Linked DNA regions of Mus musculus: region 2 is linked to region 1. The links are chromatin contacts, called in public Hi-C maps. All regions are on one chromosome and are shown on one strand. Each heading gives the region's core, a stretch centred on a gene start, on an enhancer-like site or on the middle of the called end of the contact. The rest is flanking DNA. Distances are from core to core; before and after follow the strand shown.

Region 1 (6,667 bases), core at 2,187-4,686:
ATGCCCCTCCTTAGAATTGGGAACAAAACACCCATGGAAGGAGTTACAGAGACAAAGTTTGGAGCTGAGATGAAAGGATGGACCATGTAGAGACTGCCATATCCAGGGATCCACCCCATAATCAGCATCCAAACGCTGACACCATTGCATACCCTAGCAAGATTTTATCGAAAGGACCCAGATGTAGCTGTCTCGTGAGACTATGCCGGGGCCTAGCAAACACAGAAGTGGATGCTCACAGTCAGCTAATGGATGGATCACAGGGCTCCCAATGGAGGAGCTAGAGAAAGTATCCAAGGAGCTAAAGGGACCTGCAACCCTATAGGTGGAACAACATTATGAACTAAGCAGTACCCCGGAGCTCTTGACTCTAGCTGCATATGTATCAAAAGATGGCCTAGTCGGCCATCACTGGAAAGAGAGGCCCATTGGACTTGCAAACTTTATATGCCCCAGTACAGGGGAACGCCAAGGCCAAAAAGGGGGAGTGGATGGGTAGGGGAGTCGGGGTGGGTGGGTATGGGGGACTTTTGGTATAGCATTGGAAATGTAAATGAGCTAAATACCTAATAAAAATGGAAAAAAAAAAAGAAGTAGAAACAAAAAAAAAAAAAAAGAGAGAGAACATCAGAAAGTGAAATGGAGCTGAATCCTGTGTTCCACAATATTTCATTGAATTAAGGGAGTAATGACCTTGGAGCAAGATTCCATCCAGCTAAATTTAGGTCCAGGCATGGTAGTATAAGCCTTTAATCCCAGAAGGCAAGGACAAGCAGATATCTGAATTCAAGGCCAGCCTAGAACAGAGCAAATTCTAGGTGAAGAAAAACTTAAATCCAGGCTTGGTGGACTATATACCTTTAGTCCCGGTCTTGAATGCATGAAGGCGTCATAAAGAACAAGCTGAGGCTCGGCACTGTGAGAGGCTAGGGAAGGCCATTGGTGAAGGTGCAGCCTCAGTTGCAGTTGACAGCCCAGGACTGAAGGGGTCATGCAAACGAGTTGAGACTTGGCACCATGAAGAGAGCCCATAAGAGGTTATTGGTCAAACCTCATTGCAGCAGAAGACCTCAATGTATTGGAGATGCTAATACCATGGGATGATCACCAAGAACAGCAGTGGCAGTGGAGTGGATCAACATGAGCTTAGAGTGCTACAGAGAACAGAGATGGAGAAGTGATGCCAGCCCTTTGGAGGAGCCTAAGATGTTTGAGATGCCAGAGTCATGGTCTATCTGCTAAGAAAAGCTGCTAACAGGGAGTGGTACCAGCCCAGGAGAAAGAAGTTTGTTGCAGTTAACAAAGATGAAACAGGAGCTGGATATCTGAAGACTGCTTTGACATCAGACATGGAGACGCAGAGTTTGGAGTTTTTAGCTGGTTTCCTGTCTTGCTTTGGACATTACAGTTAAATGACTGAATCTCAGAGAGACTGAACTTTGGACTTTTAACATTGTTGAGACTGCTATAGACCATGGGGACTTTGGAAGTTGGACTAAATGTATTTTTGCATTATGCTATGGTTAGGTATGGTCATCATAGATTCATATGTTTGGACAAGCCTATAAGGGCCAGGGGTGAAATGTGATGGTTTGTATATGCTCAGCCTATGGAGTAGCTCTATTAGAAGATGTGGCCCTGTTGGAGGAGGTCCGTCACTATGGGCATGGGCTTTAAGATACTCATCCTAGCTGCCTGGAAGCCAGTATTCTGCTAGCAGCCTTCAGATGAAGATGTAGAACTCTCAGCCCTTCTTGCACCATGTCTGCCTAGATGCTGCCATGTTCCCTGAACCTGTAAGCCAGCCCAATTAGATGTTGTTCTTGTAAGAGTTGCCTTGGTCATGGTGTCTATTTACAGCAGTAAAACCCTAACTAAGACAATGCTTTGCAGAAACCAAACAAAGTAAAACAAAAACAAAATTCAAAGAGCTTAAATACTCACCAATTAAAAAATAAAACAGAGGAGGTAAGAAGTACTAGAGAGATGGCTCAGTAGTTACAAGCACTAGCTCTCTTCAGAGGCCCCGGCTTTAGATTCCCATGCCCACATGGCAACTACAACCATCTACAACTTCAGCTCCAGGGGGTCCAGCACCCTCATCTGACTTCTGCTGGCACTAGGTACAGAGCATGCACACTCATAAACACAGCAACAATAATAATTCTAAAACGAAACAAACTAAATGTGTTATCCAAGGATGGTGTACATCATTAATCCCAGTACTCCAAGGGCAGAGGCAAGGAGATCTCTGTTAGTTCAGGAGCAGCCTACTCCTCACAGTAGGTTCTAGCCAAGCTGGTCCTACACAGTGACTCTGTCTCATAAAAATAAAATAATAAAGTGGGTTAATAAATTGTGACACAAGCATAAGCTACAATAGCATATGCCGTCTGCTTCTGGGTCAAACAGCATGCGTGAGTCACAGAAACAGAACATCAACTATGAAAAGCCAGTTCCCAACATATTACATACACTCCGGTACAGTGCTTAAAAACCAGTGTTGACAGGGCATGTGCTTAGCATGTGTGAGAGGGGGGTTCTGGATTTAAATTTTAGTATCAGAAAAAAAAATGTGTAAGAAATAAAAAGCAAGCCAAGCTCAACAGTAAAGGCACCTGCCACCCAGTGTGATGAGCCACATTCAGGACCCACATAGTGGGACAAGAAAACTGATATACACAAATCGTCCTCTGACCTCCAAATGCATACTGTGACCACATGGACGCTAACACACACACACATACACACACACCCTGAGATACATATGTAATTTTAAAAATTTAAAATTTAAAAACAAATCCTTACCCCTTCTCAAGCAAAAAAAAAAATCAAAAAATAAAAGATTAAAAAACCCACAACATAGTCATCATGTCTAGGGAGAGCCACAAGCTAGAGAAAAGGAAGCGATTACAGCATGTTTGTGCATTTCGTTAGTACACACAGGCATGTGTTTAAGTAACTCCACTACATACACAGGAAAACAGTTCTGCCCACCTTTCCGTCCCAGTGTTTACGTGCTTCTCCAAAGAAGAGCCCAAAGTGGAGAGACCTCATGTGCTCCTGCCGGTCTGGCATTACAGGCCTGTGTCTCCATGCCCAGCTCTCAAGCAACCTCTTTTTCAGACTGCTTTACAGTAAGACAGAGAGCCCATCTTCCTGTGTGTTTTGTCTCAACTAGTTCATAAACATTTCTCTTCATAACACAAATTAGTAGTGCCCTACAGGAAGTCTATAACAGTGCAATATCTGAACAGAGCTTAAAAAGTACAATGACTTTGTTGTTGTGTGTTTACACTGGCACAACTGATAACTATTTGCTAAATAAGTGAAAAGCTATTTGGCAAAGGAATCATTGTGGCAGCACAGCTTCTTAACAAGTGACTCACCTGCCAATGGTGACACTACAGTGCCCCCTGCTGGCTCCACTTATAGTGCATGCAGCTGCTGGGCAGCTTCTCCCACTGAACAGCAAGCACACTGGCATAACATAACAGTTGCTAACAGTTACTGTGCCAGGTAACCGATCACCCTCCCTACACCCTCAGCAACTCGTCAAACTTTAAAGGCGTTTGCAACTTCTGGCATTTCTCTTCTGCTGCATGGAAGCTAACATAAGATACCTAGGTAATCTGCAAGTCCGCCTGACTGCCCTGAAGATTTGAGCCTTTCTTATATAAAATTAAGGTACTAGTAAGATTTAGTGATATCTGTAAGGCGTTTTAAGATTTAAAAATATTCTTGGAATAATAAAAAATGTGTACAAAGAGATTTATGTTCTTCTACTTTTGTTTTCCACTACCTGGTAATATTGCGTGTAATATGTATCATATTGTAAGAACGAACTGCTGTGAGTTAAAAGAAATAGTGTATTACTTTAAATTAGCTTTCTATAAAAAATTAAATATTCTTTCTAATTTATTTGAGAGAAAAAACTAACACAGACCAAAGATATATATACACAGATATACATATATATTAATTATAGAAATTATGGCTTTGTTACGTGACCATGTAACCACATTCATGTCACCATTTGCCCTCTCTTTAGAACAGCACCTGAAACCTCATTATGAAGAACTTTTGCCATTATCTTGCTCATTCCCTTTCTTTGAATCCCCCCCAAATGAGGCCCAGAGCACAGAGATGGCTTGCAACAGTGAGGTGACTACTAAATATAAATACAAACTTTGAAATTAGTTTCAAATGTGTCTGTCATTCAATAAAAATCAAAACCTCTGTTCAATTTATGATGGAATAAAATTGTAATTACTCTGTTAGGCTTTGCTCTCAGTGCTTAGCATAGTACTAGCAGTCCTCAGTGGACCGTGCTTCTGCAGAGCCGAGCTTCAGGCTTACCCTGGAGGATCAGGGTTTAATGAACTGATCTCGGAAGCACTGTTCAGTTCAGTGCTGCTATGATTTCTAATGTCAGCTGCTCCCGTCACTGTCTAAATGGACTAAAACCATCTGAGGTGGCATGTTTTATTTGCTGTGCTTATTCAAAAGCCACCACAATGTCCATCCCTATCCAGAAAACAACAACAAAACCAGCAAAATCTGTTACAGTAAATTGAATATAATTTATCTTAAAGGGTTTCTAGATCTCTAAAATAAAACATGCTTTCATAAAAAGCTCCAAAATACAAACAAAAATGACAATCCAATTACTCTATTAAAATTCTATAAATGAAAACACTTTCTCAGTTTCAAAAGGCAGTAAATAGGTCCCTTTTTTTAAGAAGGAGGTCTTACTAAATATTGAATTAGCTTCTAACTTAGTGGTTTCTCAACTTTCCTAATGCTTCCAAAATACAGTTTCTCGTGTTGTGGTGACACTGGCCATAAAATTATTTTTTCTTTTTAAACCTATTTTTTTAAAAAAGATTTATTTATTTGTTTGTTTGTTTGTTTATTTATTTATTTATTTATTTATTTATTTATTTATTTATATGAGTACATCGTTCCTGTCTTCAGATACACCAGAAGAGGGCATCAGATGGTTGTGAGCCACCATGTGGTTGCTGGGAACTGAACTCAGGCCCTCTGGAAGAGCAGTTAGGGCTCTTAACCTCTGAGCCATCTCTCCAGCCCCCATAAAATTATTTTCATTGCTACTTCATGAGTGTAATCTTGCTACTGTCCTGAATCTTATGTAAAGCTCTTGCTTTCCGGAGCGTGAAGGGGTGGTCTGGCCCTGCAGGGTGCAAGCCACTGCTCTGGATGACTGTGATTAGGTACAGACTCTGTGGCTCACACAGATCATAGCAGCAGGTGAACACTGGTCACTGAGCATCTCACAAGCAAAACTGAAACACTATTTTTCATTTGTAAGTAACACCAACAATATTATTGCGTCCTTAAAACATGACATTCCAACGTTAGCTACTTACTTGATGGCCCAAGGACATCTTTGCTATCACCAAGAAGCTTTTAAGGCAGAGGAATTGAGCAGCAAACACACACAATCCAAACCAGGGAGAAGCAAACACCGGACGGACGGAAGCAGCAGCAAGACAAAAGGACAAGAAGAACAGCGTTAGTCTGTGAGTAGGAGGCACGTGCACAGTAGTTTCAATCATCATAATTTATAAGGCATTTCCTTCTATATACCCAAAACAAAACCAAAACAAAACAAAATAACACTTAAACCTTGGCTTAGGTGATACCAGATATTTGCTTAAACTTGGGGAAGTGAAGCTACGAAGAGACAGCAGAATCACCAAAGCACGCTGCTTTACAATTACTCTAAGCAAACGTTTCTCCTGATTACAGTTCAAGAGAGGGCTAAGCAGCAGGAAGGACCATTCAGAAATCTAAGCTCACTCGTGGTTACTTACCCTTTTAAATGGAAAGCTTTACAAGTACCTAACACTCAATCACTAGTAAGCATTAGTTATACACACCATTAGAGCACTCTACAGAGATTTAGTGTTAGAATATTATAAGTCAAGCAAGATATAGGTTCTACAAAGACATCGATAAAATAGATCATTTTTAAACCAATGGCAAAAATAAAAAGAGAAACAGTTGTCAGACAAATAACCCCAGGATAAATTTTAAGTCAGACATAATTTTCTTAGGACTGACTAAAGACAAGCATAATTTACAGCTACTAATCCTTTAGGAAGTCAAAAGCACATCCCATGCTGCCCACCCCAACACGACCTCATTAAGTATCCTAGGCTGACTTCAAACCCACAGTCCTCCTCCTTCAATCGCCTATGTTCTACCACGCCAAGTGGAAGACTCAGTTCTTTAATGAAGAACTTAAACTGACAACAGAAAAATAGCTGCAGACCTCTGTTTAGAAACTCTTTTAACTGACAGCATAACTTGGGCTCCCTTAGTAGGCACAGAGCTCTCAGGTAGCCAGCACCTCACAAACCAAACCTAAACCTCCCCCTGATTGGCCGGTTTCCGAGCACAGAGGTAAATACAATGGGACAAAACAAGGCGAGGGAGCCTTTGCTGCAGGCTTCTGTCATCTCCTTGGAGAAACTTCCCTAGCCTGGTAGCTGTTGAGCAGCTATGGATATCATATTCTGGTCTCCGTTTATTTTTCTTCAGATGCTAAGCCATGCCTATTCTTCTATGAACAGATTTGCGTTTCACAGACAGAGCTCCGCTAACAATGAACTCATGTGCTCAGGTCCTCCTTACAGAC
Region 2 (6,667 bases), core at 2,409-4,908, 280 kb before region 1:
TCAATTAAATTGTGACTTCAAAATGAATGACAGCATTTGTCTGACTGAATCTCCTTTCCCGACAAAAGATGAGAAAAAAAAAAGACATCTCGTTTCTTAAAACCAGCATTCCAGTTTGGAAGCTGGAGAAATGCTAACCGAGACCCTGAGAAAGGGTCAGGACAAACAGACCAGTCAGGCATCAAGGAAGTGACTTTCAACCCCTAGAGACTTTGGTATTATCCCGGGACTCCTTCTCCACTGAAGTAGTGCCTGCCTTTGTGACTCTTGACTGTCCCTTTGATTTTACACAGTGGAGGGTTTGTTCTACCTTTAAAAGCACAGCCTTTCCCTCCACCCCCACAACATCCTGACGGTTGAACAAGAGTTTGTTTTCTTTACTGACAATCTCCAGCCGTGGTTCTCAACCTTCCCAATGCTGTGACCCCTTAATACAGTTCCTTTGTCCTAGATGCACCCTGAGAGTGATTTGTAAATATTTCAAAGGAGTTGGGATGTTGCAGGGAGTCCCCCTAGTCATTGCAATATCCTAACTGTGAATTTGCTGTTATGAGTCATAATGTAAAGATCTGATATGCGACCTCTTGTGTTGACCCTCAAAGGGGTCAAGGCCCACAGGTTGAGAACCACTGAACTCGGCTTCTCTAGACTTTTTCTTTCCTTCCAAATGGCGAATTTAGCCACCTCACCAAAACAGGGACGGTCCAGACATCCCCCAGAGCAGGAAAGGGAAAAGTGTCGTTTTCTCTGCCCAGTCTTATTTTCAGGATGAAATTTAAAATGTTATGGTACCCAGTCCTTTGAAATATTTACAAATCACTCTCAGGGTGCATCTAGGACAAAGTAAAAGGCTAAGAAAATGTGGCCCAAGTGACTATGCAGAGGTCTTGGTGCTGGGTAAAAATACTCTCAAGTGGGGCACCCCCTAATTTTAAAATGGAAGCACTAATACTCACAATCAAAATGAGATTTTGTGGTGCTAGGATTGAATCCCCGGGGCACCCGAGCCCAGCTCTCTGCTCCAGGTCTCTACATTTGGTTTCCTATGCAGCCACTACAACCCCCCCACCCCCCAGCAGACTCCACTCACCACACCCCCAAGCCAGGCCTCAGGCTTCCCGCTGGGGTAGCATTTAAATGTTTTCAAACCCAGTGTCATTCATACTGATTTCTTCCTAGAAAAAGCAGGATTGTAACCACCAGGTTTTCATAATTATACACTCTGACCCACTCAGCTTTAGAAAGAGACATCTGTACACACTACATAGCACGTCTATGAAAAAGAGACCTTTAGAAACTGAAAGTAATATCAGAATTTAATTTCAACGTCTTCAAATACAATGAAAGAGTCGACTTTATGAGAATGTCCTGGGAATACTGAACCCATTTTTTTTTCATGTTTGCCCCCCTCCACCACCCCTTTCCCTTTTTCTCTTCCAAGATCAGGGCTTACTAAGAAATCTGTTTCTGAAAATAAAGTTTCTTTTTTTTTTTTCTTTTTTTCTTTTTCTTTTTGGCGAGGAGGGGGAGGAGGTGGCCTACATTCAGAAATGTCTTAGATTAGGCATAAAAAAACTAATAAATAATCATAATCCAAAATAACATTAAAATAAAATTACAGTACATAAATTGTTCCTACAAAGGTCCATTACGTTAGGTGATCCTTCCAAAGGTCCATAAATAAAGTCATCTCGACGCAAAATCTGCTTCCTGCAACTGTGATGAACATTATGCAGAAAACTACGAGGGAACTGCAAGCGCGCGTTATCCGTCGGGTGAAGTCCAAACTACTTGATCAGGCGCGGGGTGGGGAGACTCTGTTGGTTTTGATCCAAGTGAACTGAATAGCAATGCACTCTTCCCACTTTCCGAAGTCCTCAAAACCTGGAAAGAAAGGACACGGAATGAAATGAGTGACTCAGGAGTCAAGACCCTGTTCCCTCCCGGCCAGTACAAAGGACCGAGTGCCCAGAAGGACACCAAGGTCTTTACGTTGGTGCGGAGGCACACAATAAAGCAGCCCAAAGGAGGATGGCACTGAACAAGAGTGATCACCACGGTGGTGGGTAGGTGGTCCCCGTGCCCTGCTCCCTGGCGGAATTCCTCCGGCTCTTCTCTCCCCGCCCTGCCTCTACAAGCTCCGGCTTGCCCATCTTCTTTCCACCTCTCCAGAAACTTGAAACGATTTTTTTTTTTAAACTTTGCTTCGGGAGCGAAATCGGTCAACAAGCTTCCTACTCTTCCCAACAGCCATGCTGGCACGTTTCTAGGTGTCCCAGGTTGCCAGGACCTTACCTTGAGTGGCCCGGGTGCCGCCCTCTTCAGGCAGAGTTGGAGGTGCTGCGGAGAAGCCGGTGACCCTGCGGCTGCGAGTGAAGAGGCTGGTGCGCGTGCTGGAGTTGGTACGGGTGAGGGTGAGGGTGAGGGTGCGGGTGCGGGTGCGGGTGTGGGTGCTGGTGCGGGTGAGAGTAAGGATGAGGATGCGGATGCGGGTAGGAGTGGAGCTGTTGGGGTTGGGGTTGGGGCTGAGGTTGGGGCTGAGGTTGGGGCTGGGGTTGGGGTTGAGGCTGGATCTGCGGCTGGGGCTGGGGTTGGATCTGCGGCTGGGGCTGGGGTTGGATCTGCTGCGTCTGCGGAGGCTGCTGCTGGACCAGGTGCTGCTGCTTCTGCCTGGTAGACTTGACCGCCAGTATGGCCTGGCGATTTTTGTACTGCACCATCTGCAACGTGATCTCGGCGTTCCAGCCCTGGTCCTGGGGGCACCGAAAGTCGATCTCTTTGCCCTCCGTCATCACCACAGTGAAGTACATGTACTTGCCCTTGCGCTCCACGCAGTCTACAGTCTTCATATTGGAAAAGTGCAATTCCTTCAGCTTGACTGGTGGCTCAAGGCTGGCGACGGTGGGGCCACTAGGTTGGGACGGTTCGGCCGTCCCCTGCCCGGGCTGTTGCTGCTGCTGCTGCTGTTGTAGCTGCTTGGGCGGTATGAGCAGTAGCCCTTCCTCGGTGAGGATGCAGCACTTTTTCTTCCAGAGCTGCAGCAGCCCGTCGCTTCGCTTTTCCAGCACTCCTTCCTTCAGCGCCTTGCAGCCGCTGTTCTCCAGCATCCTTCCGGCATAAGGGGTGCTGCTGCTCCGCTCGGCCTTCAGGCTTCCAGACGCTCCGGCTGGGGGTAGCAGTAGCAGCCCTGCGCCGTCCTCGCCCCAGCGGCTTCCGCGGCCGCCCGCCCGGAGCGCGCAGAGAAGGCTGACTCGCAGGAGACAGAGCGGTGGCGGCGGCGGCGGTGGCTCGGGGTCCCGGCAGAGGGACAGGCGCGTCCTGACTCGCCACAAGATCCCGGAGCCGTGAGCGGGCTGCTCTCTGCCGTCCTCCGGCGAGCGCTCACTGAAGGGCACTGGCCGGGGCCCCTCGCGGCGCTTTTCAATGGGCCACCCTCCCCACCCCCGAGTGACACCCAGCGGAAAAGGCGGCTCCTGGCGCCCGCGCCGCGGGGGAAAACCCAGCTCCGAGAGGCGCTCGGCAGCCGGCGTACGCCTCATTAACTTGGGGCCTTCCCAGAGCCCGCCGCGGACACGCCCCCCGCCGCCGGCTCCGCCCCAGCCCCGCCGCCGGCTCCGCCCCCGCCCCGCCCCACCGCCCACGGCCGCCCGCGCCGCCTGGAAGCAGGTTCTGGAAACTCCTGGAGGCTCCACGCGGTCGCTGAGGTCGCCGCGGCTGCCGGGCGGCGACTGCCGACGCCCAGAGGGCGCCGAAAAACCATCCCCCCACGGACCGGCCCTTCCTTAGCAGGTGGGCTCTCCGCTGCGGGGGTGGGTAGCAGATCCAGGCAGGCCTGGGGAGCCACCCCTGGGGTCAACGCGGAGCCGACTCCAGACAAGGGCATAAAACTTAGGGGACGAAGTTCCATAGCGGGCATTACCCCCCCCCCCCCCATAGCTATGTAAACATCTCAGGGAACAAAACCCAAGAGTGCTTCGAGCTTTTTTGTTGTTGGTGTTGTTCAGCCATTAAATAAATAGTTGTTCCTGGGGGCAATTAGCTAAGGCAAAACAATAAAGCTACCAGTTTGTAGTGACAGGGAAATAAGGGTGGACTCACTCCAGGTATACATTCTTGACTTCCTTTCCTGCCACAGAACACAGGCAAAATAGCCAGACTCACCAAGCGGTTTTTGTTTTTGTGAGTGTATGTTTTGCTTGTGTGTGTGTAGTACGTATTGTATGAGAACGCAGGTCAGAAATCAGCAGATCCCTAGAACAGGTTCTGGGAATTGAACCTCTGCGAGGAGTGCCATCTCTCTAGGCCCTCGGGTTTCCTTCTAGATCAGACCTTGCAGTCCACAGCAGTAGCAGGGTAGGCAGATGTCCAGCATTGGGAGGTCATACACACAAGCCTTGGCGAATGTCCTACAAACACCTGTGGGAATCTGACTCTGGAAAGTCCTAGTCTCCGTCTTGCCTTTAAACCTTTCCTGATAAGGTAGACTATAAAGCACAGATCTAGTCTCCAGTTTGGGAAAATAACCTCTAAGCCTCCTCTCACCATAAGGAGATAGGACAAAACAGGCTGTTGGTCAGACAAGGGCTGCTGCCACACCGCCAGGAAGAATCAGGAATCCAATCGAAGAGAATGTCGAGGATGAACTATTCAAAGTCTTTCGTGTGTCGTGCTATGAAACTCGAACTTAATCTGAGAGCTAACAGAAATGTCTTCTCGAAAACAGAGTTCTTGGACCTTCACCCAAGGTTCTGATCAAATGGACCAGTTCAAAAAAAACAATTCTGAGTCTTACATTTGGACTCATTTTACAGCCTTTCGTTTTTGTTCCCCATTCCCCCCCCCCCCCAAAAAAACAAATGTAAAGATTTCTAATGTGATCATGCATAAGCATTATCTTTGTGTATACCAAGAATAGACTTGTAATTCTGATTACTAACCACCTTAATTTCTTTCCCCCACCTCTGTAGAACAGGTCAGCACTCCAGAGTTCCTATACTACCAGCTGTCTTTTTTCAGCAGAACAGCATTCTCTTGTTATCTGGAAAGTGCATTTATAGTATCCAGAGTCCCTAAAGCCAGGTAGAGGTTTGTAGCCAACACAGAGAGGCATAGTTGAGAAAGGTATCCCATTTGGAAAAGCACTGAACTGTGAACTGTAGCCCAGTTTACCAGGCACTATTTTTCCTAAAACAGTTGCAAATGCCCAGTCATCATAGATTTCCAACGTGTTCACTTCATTCTGACTAAAGACTTTAAAATTCCCTGATTCCCTCTGGCTGTTTCACAATTAGTATTTCTGTGGTAAGCTATGTGTACATTGACCACAATAAGTTCCATTATTGGAAATTTAAGTTTCAGAATTTTGTAGCCTGAAACTCTGCTCTGTTTATTTCAACTGCCACCTCACTTAACTGGCTAGAGAGACTTTTTCCTAAAGAAAACAAACAAACAAACAAAATCCTCAAAAGATAAATCGTCAGAAAATGCAGGAAACATTAAAAATGTTTTCCTTTACATAATTAATGGTTCATTCAACTTGTTTTTAAGGTGTTCTGTTTTCCACCTTCCTGGCATAGCCAAGTACTTATTGCCAAAGAGTGAAGCAGATTCCCCAAGCTAGATACTCAGTAGCTCTTATAAACGCCTGATACTCAGTAGCTCTTATAAACGCGCCTTTGACTTTAAGAACTGATCACGGAAAATGGGATATTTTACTTAAAAGGACCCTGAAAAGAAAACTCTAGTTACCATGTAACTAGGAATCAGTAAACATACAAAAGGTCTTCTGGGATGAACTGGTTTAGACACTAGAGCTCCAAGCCTTAGGACCCAATTTCATGAAAATGTCTACTCAGGACACACCCACTGAGGACTCTAAATACACCACCTACATGGCAAGCAGAGAACGAATGCATTCATCACCAGCACCCTGCACTCTGATGGACAAGGGGCCTAGACAGCTCAGAGGGCGGGAGGGAGGGAAGCAAGGTCGGGTGTGGGCAACAGACCAGCTCCGTGCACAAGCTGTGTTCTGCCGTAATCCCAGACCTCGCTTCCCAGTTTCCTGTGTCATCAAGGTTTTTTTTTTTTTTTAACTACTTCAACACATGGGTCATAAAGATTGCAAATGCGTTGAGAACACGTGCCTTTCACCATTCTTTCCTCTCAGTACCTAGCCAGCAAACCCTATCTGCACTTGGTGTATCTTTAAAACGTACTACAGCACGCACTAAACTTGACTCATATTATTCCCTAATTACCATATACATTGAATCCCATGGGGCTTGGAGTTTTTTAGCAATAGTGTTAGGTATTCCTATACCAGCATCCCAATGCCTGCAAGAGTAACAAGAGTGGACAAAATGGCTCAGATGTTACAGTTGCTGGTCTTAAAGGCTATGGCATACTTGCCACCCCACTATATGCACAAAAAAAGTTAAAAAGCTACTATACAATGAAATTATCAGGTATTTTATCAGTGTTTAAAACACAAATAGTCCCACCCACATTGATAAAACCCAAGATTTCCCAACTATTTCCTAGTTTTCTTGGGGGGAACCCTCAAAAATTAATTTCTAACTTCTAAAGTCTATTAATTTTTAATAGACTTCTCAGGGCTATAGCTTTTTGCAGTACAGGCTGATGAGCTGATGCCCCCTAGTGACCA

The links. A called contact is a pair of places that touch in the nucleus more often than the background predicts.
Region 2: a contact with region 1 is called in a Hi-C map of CD8 T cells, with 2.8 times the contacts expected there. The contact joins the promoter of Phlda1 here to the enhancer-like site in region 1. A contact is called at or near these places in 21 of 39 promoter capture datasets (the 3T3-L1 cell line, 3T3-L1-derived adipocytes, the C10 cell line and 14 more), 5 of 15 datasets of contacts at CTCF or cohesin (CD8 T cells, the G1E-ER4 cell line, the NIH/3T3 cell line and 1 more), 59 of 484 Hi-C or Micro-C datasets (the AML12 cell line, the C2C12 cell line, CD8 T cells and 30 more), 15 of 115 datasets of contacts at active chromatin or transcription factors (CD8 T cells, the NIH/3T3 cell line, embryonic basal ganglia and 8 more) and 3 of 9 other capture datasets (embryonic stem cells, liver and pancreatic islet).

What each region holds. Positions count from the first base shown.
Region 1 is chr10:111,223,435-111,230,101 of GRCm38.p6, reverse strand. Osbpl8 (oxysterol binding protein-like 8) reads right to left here. Exons shown (of 24, transcript NM_175489.3): 3 at 5,394-5,430. Among named protein-coding and RNA genes, the nearest start is that of Gm51266, 41 kb to the right of the region's middle. Within about 2 kb of position 3,436, at least 33 of the 459 cell types and tissues checked have an H3K27ac peak or open chromatin away from gene starts, as enhancers often do. A contact at or near this core is called in CD8 T cells, the NIH/3T3 cell line, granulosa cells and 1 more, where this site is marked.
Region 2 is chr10:111,503,277-111,509,943 of GRCm38.p6, reverse strand. It overlaps Phlda1 (pleckstrin homology like domain, family A, member 1), which reads right to left and starts at 3,658. Exons shown (of 2, transcript NM_009344.3): 1 at 2,296-3,658; 2 at 1,295-1,884. The coding sequence starts at 3,539. The coding sequence ends at 2,322.